2 separate regions of the Mus musculus genome follow, and region 2 is linked to region 1. Evidence: chromatin contacts called from public Hi-C data. All regions are on one chromosome and are shown on one strand. The core of a region is the stretch at or near the end of the contact, and the rest is flanking DNA. Distances in the headings are between cores, read along the strand shown. Region 1 holds the start of Slk (STE20-like kinase). Region 2 overlaps Slk (STE20-like kinase).

Region 1 (6,488 bases), core at 2,315-4,814:
CTCTACAGTCCCAAATCCCTGCTTCAAGTTACTTTCTAGCCATAGGCCACGCCTATTACTTTAATGTTAAAACATTTTCTTAAGAGGTCCACTTATTTTTTTTCCCATCATATATTGGGGAAAAAAAAAAACCCTACGAGAATGTTTGCAGTTGTAAAGATAAATCTGAGTTTTTCCTTTGCTTAGTGTTTTTACTATGTAAACACAGAGCACCAGACGCCTTTATTAGGGGAGCCACAGAGGGGATTTATTCAGCTCCCTGCGCTTTGAGTTTCCTCCTCGTCCTCTGGCCATCTTCTCTACTACACTGGCTGTTTTTCATTTATTTATATTTGTTTTTTAGAAAACACTGGGGCTGGTGAGATGGCTCAGTGGTTAAGAGTGCCCACTGCTCTTCCAAAGGTCCTGAGTTCAAATCCCAGCAACCACATGGTGGCTCACAACCATCCGTAATGAAATCTGATGCCCTCTTCTGGAGTGTCTGAAGACAGCTACAGTGTACTTACATATAATAAATAAATATTAAAAAAAAGAAAACATTTTATTGATGTATCATTGACACATAAATCTGCTCATAGCTAAGGAAGAGTTTGGAAATAGGTACATATTCACGAAGCCGTAGTCATATTCTCTGTCAGGAATATAGTGAATATAGCTATCATTATAGTCTTAGCTATGTGTGTGTACACATGTGTGCACGTGTGTATGTATGTGCATGTGGAGGCCAGGGGCCAATGTCAGATGCCTTCTTCTCTTACTCCCTACCTTAATTTTTTTTTTTGTGATAGATTATCTCACTGAACCTGGAGTTTGAGGTCTAGGCCATGCTGGCTGTCCAGAGAGCCCCTGGGATCTGTCTGTCCTTCCCTCCCCGTCCCCCCAGCACTGGGGTTATAACTGTGCTCTGCCTGGCTTTTACTGGCTGCTTAGGATTGAAATCAGGTCCTCAGACATGTAGAACAGTACTTGCCCCACTGTGCTGTCTCCCTAGCCCAGCCTGAGCTTCTTAACAGGAATGAACCGGAGTGAGGAGGAACTCAAAAGGCGAGACGTTCCCTAGATTATGATTTCCGTATTTCATTTTTGAGGCGGAATCTCACCCTGTGGGTCAGGCTGGAACTAGAACCCACTTTTATGTTGTAGATGGCCTGGAGTTCATTGTAAGCCTCCCGTCTCAGCCTCAGGAATGCTGGGATCGCAGGTATCCGTTGCCATGTCTAACTTTTATTTCTTAAGATTTAATATGTATAATCCCAGCACTCGGGAGGCAGAGGCAGGCAGATTTCTGAGTTCGAGGCCAGCCTGGTCTACAAAGTGAGTTCCAGGACAGCCTATAAAGAAAAACCCTGTCTTGAAAAACAAACAAACAAAAAACAACAAAAAACCAAAACAACAACAACAACAAAAAGATTTTATATGTACGTATGTGACCTTTTGGGAAGGCAAGCAAGCCTCTCCTATTCTGAGATGAACAACACAGAACCCTATTCTTTCACCCAGATCTACTCCGGTTGCTTTACACTGAGGAGATATCAAATACGGGGACTGTGAGAAAGGATTCGTATGCGAAGGCATCTGTCAGTGTGGCAGAAATACTGTAAAGAATCCAACTATGTCATTATGGAGCAGAACAATACAGATAATACTAGAACCTTACACGGGCTAGACATACATCTTCATACAGAGTGTAATCTACTAGTGGTTCTGTTGGCTGGTGGAATTATAGTACTTCTTAATTTTATTCTTTACATATTTTCTCCATGAATAATATTAAAACTGACTAGGTCATTTTCATGGTGTGTGTAACATGGAAATACATGAAAGTGTATATTTTTAATGTATGCAGTTCAGTGTGTATCAATTATATATAAAATATCTTGAAACAGAAGGATCTTGAGAAAACAATCTTGAGCCTTTTACGGAACAACTGCTACATTTTGGGGCTAGAGCAAAACAAAACAAGAAAGAAAACAAGAAAAAAACAACAAGAAAGTGGTTAAGAGCAAATGCACTTAACTGCTGCACACTCGCTCTGGCCTCAAATTTAAGCGCTTGCTATTGTCCCCTTTGTACCACTAGGCCTCATCTTTTGTCAAAGTCTACTATTTTAATTTTTAAAACGTTTTCTTGTGGTATTCACTCATTTCCTGGTCTGCTTTCTACACCTACCCTGGAATGTGGCCCTGCTCTTGGTCACCTTGATGGGTGACCCCGCCTCTGCCTCCCCGCCCCCCTCCTCCCCAAAGGGCTTCTGTCAGGTGGAGGAGGGGGACGGTAAATCATTTGACAGACTCCAGGCGACACCCACATAGCCCCAGCAAATCTGGAATCCCCGGCTGGATTAGCTCAGGTGAGACTCAGGAAGGGCGGCACCAGTTTTCTGGCTGTGGAGGTGACCCAGAGGTTATCCTTAAGGGAGTGTCACCACTCCAGAAGCCGATCTTAAACAATTTCCTTTTTATTTTTTGAGACAGGGCTTTTTTCTGTAGCCCAGGCTGGTCTCGAACTCGTTATCATTCGTTGGCAGCTTCCCCAGGGCTCCACCACACCTACCTTTTAAACAATTTTTTTTTACAACCTATGTTTGCACTACCTTCATATTGAGTAAATATTGTGCACTTGCTGGTGCAAGCCCTGTGCAAAGGGTTTCCATTTATTGTCTCTTTTGATCTATGCCGCAACGTTTCAGTAAGGACTATGGAGATCATAGGAATGGGGACTCGGATGCTGTATTCAAAGTCACTGAACTATGGCTCAAAGCCCAGGCTCCCGGCTTTCCCTCTCCCTGGACTCTTGTATGAGTTCCGAAGCGGAAACAGTGCACTTTCAGGCACCCACAAGCATAGCCTGCTTTCCCGCGTCCCCCTTGTGCAGAATGAGGCAACATCCGCCAGCGCAATCAACAGGGTCGCGCCGAAGGAGACCTGGCCAACGACGTCGTGGAGCCACCCGGCTCGGGCTCGCAGAGGTCAACGCAAAACCCTCGAGGAGGATGGAAGCGCTCAAGCCTCCACCACACCTCCCGCCGCAGGCGCCACCGAGCCGCCGCGCCGCCAGCCCGGCGGAGCCAGCGCGCGTGCGCGGGGCCAGAGGGTACGCCCTCGCGAGCGCGCGGGGAGCGGGGCGCGTCACCGCGCGGGCGAGCGCGCGCGCGGCCGAGGAGCTCGGGCGCGCTGCGAGACGGCGTCGGCGTCCGTGCGCGCTGCGGGCCGAGGCTGTGTGGGCTGAGGCGACGAGCGAGGCAGCGGCGCCCCAGAGCCGAGGGGACGCGCGGGTGTCGCGCAGTGGGAGCGGACGCTTCGGAGCAGACGTGGGGCCCCGGCGGGAGAGCTTGGCTTCGCCGCTACGCGCCTGCCGGGCGCCGGCCGCTTCCCGGGTCCGGAGCGGCCGCCGCCCCGGGAGACGCGCGGTGACACGGGCCTAAGGCGCCGCGGGCCGCGGGCGTCCGCGCCGCTCGGACCCGTGCGGCCCGGTGCGGGCCGGGGACGAGCGCCGGGGCAGGTGCAGCCCCCGGGGCCCGCGAGCGAGGTGCCCACCGTGCCGCTCGGCCCGTCCCGGCTCGCGGCGGCCGCGCGCCCCACTCCGGGGCCGGAGCCCGGTCGGCGCCCCGCCTTCTCCGGGGAGCGCCCGGCGGGAGCGGCCCGGACCCCGGGCTCGCGCGGGAGACGACGCGCCACAAACTTTGCCTTTTATTGTTCCTAGCCCTTTAAGGGCAAGGGGCTCTGCTGGGCTTGGAAAAATGTCCTTCTTCAATTTCCGTAAGATCTTCAAGTTGGGGAGCGAGAAGAAGAAGAAACAGTACGAACACGTGAAGAGAGACCTGAACCCCGAAGAGTTTTGGGAGATTATTGGAGAACTGGGCGACGGAGCCTTCGGGAAAGTCTATAAGGTAAGAGGGGGAAAACGGGAAGTTGGCTTAGGAGGAGATGAAACGGCCGCCTGTCCGGAGTGGCACGAGGACTTCACCCCAGCAGCCCTTCCCGTGACTTGCCCGCTCCTTGGCTTTGTAGGTTGAAACTTCAGCTCAGCATCCAAGCCGTTACGGAATACCGTGGGGCCGGATGCAGTTTCAGGAGTGATGGGTCTGCAGTCTAAACCCTGTCAAACTTCCGAATTTAATGGGAGGAGCGGGTGGTTGCGGCCCGGCCCTCGAGTCTTTTAAAATCGGAAACTCGTTAGCTTCTTTCTCCCTGTGCTGATGTTTGTTTACTAGTGGCGTTTGCATGTGTGCATGAAACAGGTAACTTTTTGGAGATGGGGACAGTATGTATAATTCAGATAAAACGAGCAAAAGGTGCCTGGCCAGCATGGAGCCCGTTCTTGAGTTGGTTGCTTGGCCACATGGGATGGAATTTCTGACAACATTTCCAGGAGATCTTCATTTCATCCTAGTTTTGAAATTCGATAAGCATTGGCTAGAAGGCAATACCAGTGCTTGAGGAATCAGAAAACTACACGAGTATTTATGTATTTCAATAGAGGTTTGATGTTTCTACACAAAGGTGTGAATGTTAACTGTTTACCCTGTCCTAGGAAGTATATGAATGATGTCATTGGAATATTTACTTCCTGAAGGGCGAGGTTTTTATGAGCCACAGTTTAGGGGTAGGACCCACTGGTTGCCTAGAATTGAAAACATAGATTCAAGACTTTCCATTCTCACATAATTTGTATCGTATAAAAGTCCTGAGAAGTGGCAGTGTCCACCTGCTCATGGAGGGAGACAGTGAAGCTCACAGACAGTTCATGGCCACCATGATTCAGTGTAGCCTTGAACTCAGGCCTCTGTGCCCATATGTAGTAGTGTCTTTTTACTTTTAATTCCATTCAGTCGAAAGCATGTCCTCTACTTTCTAAGCACAGCACACTTTGTCTTGTAATGCGTGCCTTGAATGCATTCTGTCAAAATTCTGGTCTTTTTTTTTTTTTTTTTTTTAATCCAGTCTGAAAGACACACTTTGATTGCTTGCTCTATGTGTTTTCAGAACATCTTGTTCACATGGCTACTGTAGCACTTGTCACATATTATAATTGACATTTTCATGTTTATATAATAAAATTAAGGCCCAAAGTTTCACATTTGAATCTATGCCTCACACATTTGTTGAAATGAAACAATGTATGTTACCTTTAGATGAATGCTAATGAAAGTCAGCATATAGTATGGTTTCAGCAAGAGCTTATTGTTGAAGATGCACAGCAGAAGGGCATGTAAGGGTGGTAGGAAGTCATCCTGGGGAGACTCGTTTAGTACTGGCTGTCAGAGCCAGCTTGGCGGTCATGACCAAAATAACCACCTCTCCCAACTTCGATTTTCTTAGTTCTAAAACCATAGGTTTCCTTAAACGTTTCTTCAGATCTTTCCACGTATTAATGTCCTCTGAATATGCAGTTACTGAGGAAAGGCGACGATTAACTCACAAGGGACCTGGAATCTTGTAGTGAGAAGGTGGTCGGTGGTTGCGAAGTTTTCATGGTGGGAAGACATTTCATCCACTGTAAACAGCATAGCATCGAGAGCATGGGTTTCTATACTAGAGTATTTCTTGCTCTCCACAACATAAGTCTGTGACCTTGGGCAAGGTACTTACTTATTAGTGGTTGATTTCCCTCATTAGAAGGCCTACTCAGTATCTGTAGTGTAAATACATAGAAAGTATAAGGCAGCCAGAAGGAGTTCAATAAATGGTACAAATTTCTGTCATTGTCTGAAGAGGTTATAGAAGCAAAATATGGGATGGGAGAGATGAAAGGGACCCAGTAGCTGTTGACTTGGTTTCTAGGGCAGCTGTGCAGTTTTACTCTGCAGAAGGTGATGTGTAATCCCATCGCAACATTAGTTGAAATTTCCTAAAAAATTTGAGACATTGTGTAGCTCAACATTACCAAGTGCCTAGCATAATTCCTGGGGGCTTAAAGATTGCTTTAAAATGATATTGACTAACATAAATTCTTTGTGTCTGTTTTTGAGGAGTTATGTAGGAATTTTTGTTTTGTTTTTTGTTTTTAAAAAATTTACATTTTAAGCTTATCTAACTTTGGCCTCTTTTTCTTTTATTTATTATTATTATTATTATTTATTTATTTTTTTCCAAGACAGGGTTTCTCTGTGTAGCCCTGGCTGTCCTGGAACTCACTCTGTAGAGCAGGCTGGCCTTGAACTCAGAAATCGACTTTCTTTTTCATTTTTCCAAAAGTTGTTTATTTTTCAGAATTCTCTGGAAGTTGTGAACTTATGTGAGGGAAACTAGACTTCTTTTTGTAGGGTGGATGTTATCAGACCATAATATTTTTGGTAGTGTGCAGTAGACAACTATTTTGAAACTTGATTCCAGCTACCATTTGCTTGTAGAAATTGGTGACTGTTAAAAGGTTAAATCATAACTGGGCAGTCATGTTATGTTCTTAGTTTTAATATCGGCTTCCCATCATATAGTCTCACTCCTGTATGGCTCTCACATTTACTGGCATGCTTGGAAAATCACCAC
Region 2 (6,488 bases), core at 2,781-5,280, 46 kb after region 1:
ACGTACATTTAAAGCATGTCCGTGATAGAGGAATGCGGGGCTGCTGCTGCTGCCGCAGTCAGATTTGGAGGGGAACGTGAGTGAGGCCCTAGATCTGGAGGATGGAGAAGTGAGATGTGGCTGGAAGGTGCCCAAGGCAAACCTGAATTTTGACACAATTTCAGTTTCGTGCCTTTTCTCCACTTCCTGTTTTGGGACTCCTCTTCTCTCTCTTTCAGTTCCCTCCTTTCCCCTCTTTCCCTTTCTCTTCCCCTTCTCCTTGCACAGTTTTTTCTTTCATTCCCTCCCTATGCTTCTTGTCTCTTTCCAGAGTCTTGTATGGAGCCCTCCAACCTCTCGTCAAACTCCTGAGTGCTGGGCTTGGCTCTCCACACCCCCACCCCAGTAAACAAAGTAATTGTCTCCCTGTAGGGGTGAGAGCCACTCAGTGAAAGATGAAGAGGTTAATGTGTCAGAGTCACCATGCAGTGTCTAACAGCCCTGCACTTGACCAGAAGGCTCACTCTCACTTAGAGTTTGTTCTTTGTCATCTGCAAAGTTGAATGTGAGCTCTCAATTTAGGAATAAGGTGATAAAGCTGTTGTACAGATATTCCTACTGCTTTCTATGTGCAGCTCATAGCTGGCAAGACATCTTCAGTTTTAAAGAGGAAAATATCTTTCATGGGTGATATTTACACAAAACCTAACCCAAAATGAAATCTCATTCAGGAGACAAGAAGACAGAAGAAAACATTGAAGAAAACACGCAAGTTTATTGTCGATGGTGTAGAAGTGAGTGTGACGACATCGAAGATAGTTACAGACAGCGACTCCAAAACGGAGGAACTGCGCTTTCTCAGGCAAGTAGAGAAACAGTAGATAATTAACATGAGTTTTAACCTCTGTGCTGTTTCTGGAAACTGAAGAATAGACAAACCAGTAAATTCTTGGTTAACTTTAGATTATTTGAAAATTTGTTTTTGGTTTAAAATCCTCCAGTTAAAGCTTTTGTTTGAAGTATTACTCCAAAGTGTACTTTGCTTCTTTCTGTCGCACTCTGTCAGGCGTCAGGAACTTCGGGAGCTGAGGCTTCTTCAGAAGGAGGAGCAGCGAGCCCAGCAGCAGCTCAATGGGAAACTGCAGCAGCAGCGGGAGCAGATCTTCAGGCGCTTTGAGCAGGAGATGCTGGTGAGGCCTTGGCGTCTGTGCCCTGACGGCAGGGAACGAGACCTGGTGTATTTGAGACACGCCTAGAGTAGCTGCAGACACTCATCTCTGAGGAGGAGATTGGCCTGCTTTTGTCATTGCTCAGGCCTCTGGTTTCTGAGTTATTTTTAGGAAAAAAAACCAAAACCCTCTTGACAGGGCTCCGCAGTCCCTGCCTTCTCACTGGTTTATAGTAAACCAAGTCTCATGTGGAGTCTGTCGTGACAAGTTAGTATCAGGAGACGGGCAGATTGCTTACCCAGCTTTTAGAGATCCCTGTCACTGTGCGATCCAGGTTCCATCTTTCAGCTTCTAGTCTTAGGATTTTGTGGTTTGTTTGTTTTTTTAACTATTTTGAAATTAAATATTATATAATTTCTCCTTTTCCTTTCTTCTCTCCAACTCCTCCCTTGTACTCTCCTCACCTTTTAAATTCATGGTCTCAGACCTCTTTTTCTTTAATTCCAGCTTATGTCTATTCCTAAATATACAAATACAACACGCCCAGTTTGTATAATATTGCTTCTAATGCCTGGCGGTGGGGGTTTGTGAGATAGTCTGGGGGGGGGCATTGTCAGCCCAGGTGGGAAAATTGTATTTAGATCACACACACAAACACACACACACACACACACACACACACACACACACACACACACACACTGACTTATATGTCTAATTTTAGGTAAGTAGGTAATAAAGATTTCTTATGACTTTTTCAGATGTTTTTACTATGCTCTCCTTCTTACATATTGACCTTTGTCCCACTTCCCATTCTCACCACCGCCCTATTTCTCCCATTTCCTCTTCAAATTACATTTACCCCACTACCCTACTGTTCTCTTCTCTGTTGCATCTCCCCCTCCCCAGTCTCCTGGTTTCTGTGACTGCTCCGGGTTAGAGAGTCAAATATAAAGATTTGAATTAAGAGCTATCATGAAAGAGAATATATGATATTTGTCTTTTCGGGACTGGCTTAACTCAGTATAATCCTTTGTATTTCCATCCATTTGCCTGCGGATTCCATGGTTTCATTTTTCTTAATTGCTGCATAATATTCCATAGTGTGTCTGCATCACATTTTCAGGATTCGTTCCTCAGTTGAGGACATTTGGGATGATTCCATTTCCTAGCTGTCGTGAGCAGAGCAGCAGTGAGTATGGCTGAGTTAATATCTGTGGGTAGGCTCTGTCAGGTAGTAGCAAGGATCTGCCAAGCCCTTTGAGCATACGCTAAAGAGTGGTCTAGCTTAGTCCCCTGAGAGATGGAGTTTAGCTTTTTGAGGATTCTCCACACTAGTTTCCATAGGAGCTGCAGCTGTTTGCAGTCCCACCCGCAGTGAGTGAGCGTTCCCTTTCCCCACATCCCCTCCAGCATCTGCTGTCACTTAGTCCATTGCTCTTTGCCATTCTGACTGGGCTATGGTAAAAATCTCAAGGATTATTTTGATTTGTAATTCTCCAAACACTAGGGACAGTGAACATTTATTGACACATTTCTTAGCCACTTGTTTCTTCTTTTGAGATGTCTGTGTTTAGGCCTCAGGCCTCGGTTGTGAATGGGTTGTTGGTGGTTTTGGCTCTTTGCTTTTGAGTTGTGTGTGCTGGATATCAATCCTCTGTCAGAGTCAGACTGGCAGAGGTCCCCTCCTGTTCTGTGCGCCCCTGTGCAGCTGACTGTTTCTTCAGCTGTTCAGAAGCTTTTTAGTTTTGTGAAGTCCTCCTTATATCAATTGTTGGCCTTCGTTCTTGGACAACTGCAGTTCTACTCAGAAAACCCTTTCCGACACCTTTATCATCGAGACACTGTGCAAGTTTTCTGGATTCTAAAGTTTTAAGGCAATCTAGCTCGAGCTGAGATTAAAATCCAAAACTTGTTTTGATTTTTCAAATTTTCCTTTCTTCGCTGGCTTGTACAGTTAGGCCTTCGTGGCCTCGTCCCCACTGCTGTGACGTGCTGTGTACTTGTTGCTGAGGCCTGCTGAGGCCTTCAGTTCTTAGTTCTCAGTTGGGAAGGGAATTTAGGAGCGTGGTACGAAATCTCAGTGATCGTAGGTTGATCATCTAGTCTAATGTGTATGAGAAGAATAATATTGATGTTTAGATTACAATGCTTTGCAGTCTTATAATAACTGTTGAGGACTGTGGAGTGTGGGATGTGGCATTGTTAATTTTGTGTTTGGTCATCACAACTGGGTCCTGAGAAAATAATGAGAGATGTTCTCACCCAGTGCTTTTGTGGTCCTTTTTCCATAATTTTAATTTTTTAATTTTAAAATTTATGTCTTTTTCCTGGATTTTCCTGTATAGATTTTTGCAAAATGTTCTGTTTTTCAGTTTCTTTTATTTTTGAGGGCTTTTGTTTTGTCTTTATTTTGTGAGATAGTGTCTCAGTATATAGTGCTCATTCCTGCCGCCAATTTTCAAGTGCTAGAATTGCAGGCATGTGCTACCATGCCTGGCTTCAACTACCTACCTACCTACCTACCTTCCTTCCTTCCTTCCTTCCTTCCTTCCTTCCTTCCTTCCTTTATAATAAGTATTTCTATATTCAAAATTGTACAATGCTTGAATAGATTGCATTGTTTTACAGAGTAAGAAGCGACAATATGACCAAGAAATTGAGAATTTAGAGAAGCAGCAGAAACAGACAATTGAACGGCTAGAACAAGAGCACACTAACCGCCTGAGAGACGAAGCCAAGCGCATCAAAGGAGAGCAGGAGAAGGAGCTGTCCAAGTTCCAGAATGTGCTGAAAAACCGCAAGAAGGAGGTAAGTGAGCCGCTGCTGGGAACCAGCACAGCCGCTTTTAAAATGCAAATTGCAGACTGAGGCATTAGGAACAATGGGGGACAGAACACTGCTCATTTATTTGTTCCTTTGTTCTGTCTTCCAAACAATGATAGGCTGGCAGTTAGTGAAGTCAGATATTACCTTCATTTTGCTGCCAAGAAAACGGGAATAAAAGAGGTTTCAGTGCCTGTCTCACTTAACTTTGAACTAAGTCTTCAAATACAGACCAAGCTGTATTGCATTCTGCCATCCCCTCTTAGTAATGCAATATTTAGGGCCTTCTTCAGAAATACGTTTTCAAGAGAACTTAACCTCTGGTATTTATTAGTAGCAGTCAGAATTATCATGTACAATTTACTCGACATTTGAATTTTTCTCCATTAGGTTTATTGATTTTTTTTAAAGACATTTTTGCCAAGCAAAAACTGAATAGCTTGATATTCAAAATAGCATCTCTTATTATACCTTTGGGAAAAAATTATGCAATTATAAAATGGTTTGACTTTCCTGAGCTACTTCCATGTTGTGTAGCTGATTATTATCAGCTAGTAAAGAGGTTTTCCATGTATTGTCCATTTGTTCCTAGATTAAAATAAAATACAGGCAAGCAATTTTCAGAAACAATTTTATGATTTGTTTTACATCTTCAGTGCAGGTGAAGGATTTCCATTTTGGGGATATAAATACCCCAGGGGAAAATGACTATGGTCAGTTCTATTAGGGTTGGAAGACAATAACCAAGCTAGGAAATGCATTTTTACTTCTGTTACATGTCCCAGTTACTAAGATTTTAGCCTCTGACTTTAGCATTTGATTAAGAAGAAAACTGGACAGCGTGTTATTAACTCTTAAGGATATAGTGAGGTGGAACTGAGCATTAACAGCAAAGCAAGGACTTGATGCTTTCCTTAGGTCAAATGTTGGTTGCATGCAGCTTTATTTGTGGTAGTTAGCATTTCTAAAAGGTTGGTTTTATTGTTGTAATGTTTTATACAGAGTTGCTTCATATACAATGATAAAAATCTTTGTTAATTGAAAAAAAATCCTGGGTTATTTGTTGAGAGGCTAATCTTTGTATCACATTAAAGGATTTAATTCTAGATGAATACGTCTGTAGTTACTGTTATTATTTTGATTTTTGGATGTTCACTAGTTATGAGATGGTGTTGTGTTTATACTGAATAATCTTATTGTGTATTTTTACCTTATTGCTAAACTTCTTGCAATTTGGGAGTCTTTTGCTTTGATTGGTGATTTGGTTTCATGAAGAATTACTGTTGGGAACTTTATGGATACTGTTAAATCAAAATCAGTCTCTTTCTTTGCCAGTGGCATGTGGTGATTTGGAATCTGGGCTCTTTTGGTGCTTTGACTTGTAAACACATGCTTGTTTTTCAGAGCTGGACTATAGAGCTTTTGGTGGGTGAAATTCACATTTAGGCTTTTGAAAAAAAGAAGGAATTAAAAAAATGCTTCATTTTAAAATATATTTGGTTTAGTGTAACAAATCATAGCTTACTAAACTTTAAGATTCCTTGTTACTGCTTTTAAAGCTGACCAGCTTGGCTTCAGTTTTCACCAAAGAGAATGTTATCTAATCCTACAAAAAGTAGTCAGCTATATGCATTGTGTCATACCATGTATGAAATGGTATATTTTATGGAAAAATCTTAATGTCCATTGATTTGAAGTCCCACTTGCTTCTTCCCTTCCCTTTCCTACCCTGTTGTCATGAAGTGGATCATTTAGAACTCTACCTTTGGTATTGTCAAGTCAGTGGTAAAGTTTGCACTTTATAAATGACATTAGCTTTCCATGTGCTTAGTCCTAAACATCTGGATAGGTACGTCTGTAATTTCTGAGTCTATCGCTGTCCTCTCAGCCATAGTGCTGTGAGCGCTGCTTCTCTGGTGAATACACGAGGGCACAGTCAAGCAAGTGTGCTGTCCTGCCTCTTTCTGCACCGAGATTAAGCATGCTCTGTAGTTTTGCTCTTTCCCACCAACTAATGCTTCTGCTGATGCATGGTGAAAGGAATCTTTTTAACAGCTTTAGTCTTGATCTGTAGCTTTCTGCTCACACGCACACGCTTTCTGTGGAGGAAGTGTCATTCCCCACCGCCCGCGTGCTTGTGTACTGTAGGTTATGAATGAAGTGGAGAAAGCCCCCAGAGAGCTGAGGAGGGAGCTCACGAAGCGCAGGAAAGAGGAGCTTGCGCAGAGCCAGCACGCTCAGGTAACAGCAGCAGCTGCAGGCCACTCAACCAGAGAGCAGCCTTTCTCCTTCCTGCCTTAGCAAACCATGGGTGAAAGAGGAGATTTTAGCTGTAATCACCATTTAGTGTTGAGCTTTCCCCCGTCTGTTGATACCCAGCATCTTTTTTTTTTTTTCTTAAGTATGTTGAATTTATACTTGGTGACCTTTAAATTGCTAATATGAATAACTGAAATGTTTAGAAAGTTGATTACATAAAAGAAATGAATGCCTTAGGGTAATGCCTACTGTTTG

The links. Hi-C and Micro-C count contacts between places; a contact is called where the count stands out from the background.
Region 2: a contact with region 1 is called in a Hi-C map of cortical neurons, with 1.9 times the contacts expected there. The contact joins the enhancer-like site here to the promoter of Slk in region 1. A contact is called at or near these places in 9 of 39 promoter capture datasets (the C10 cell line, the HPC-7 cell line, cranial neural crest and 5 more), 5 of 484 Hi-C or Micro-C datasets (cortical neurons, embryonic fibroblasts, granulocyte-monocyte progenitors and 2 more), 7 of 115 datasets of contacts at active chromatin or transcription factors (the 230-238 cell line, the HPC-7 cell line, the SCID.adh cell line and 3 more) and 3 of 9 other capture datasets (adipose tissue, liver and pancreatic islet).

The regions. Positions count from the first base shown.
Region 1 is chr19:47,576,455-47,582,942 of GRCm38.p6, forward strand. It overlaps Slk (STE20-like kinase), which reads left to right and starts at 3,565. Exons shown (of 18, transcript NM_001164639.1): 1 at 3,565-3,889. The coding sequence starts at 3,740.
Region 2 is chr19:47,621,526-47,628,013 of GRCm38.p6, forward strand. Slk (STE20-like kinase) reads left to right here. Exons shown (of 18, transcript NM_001164639.1): 10 at 711-841; 11 at 1,046-1,169; 12 at 3,780-3,959. Among named protein-coding and RNA genes, the nearest start is that of Gm16068, 18 kb to the left of the region's middle. Within about 2 kb of position 4,031, at least 18 of the 459 cell types and tissues checked have an H3K27ac peak or open chromatin away from gene starts, as enhancers often do. A contact at or near this core is called in cortical neurons, where this site is marked.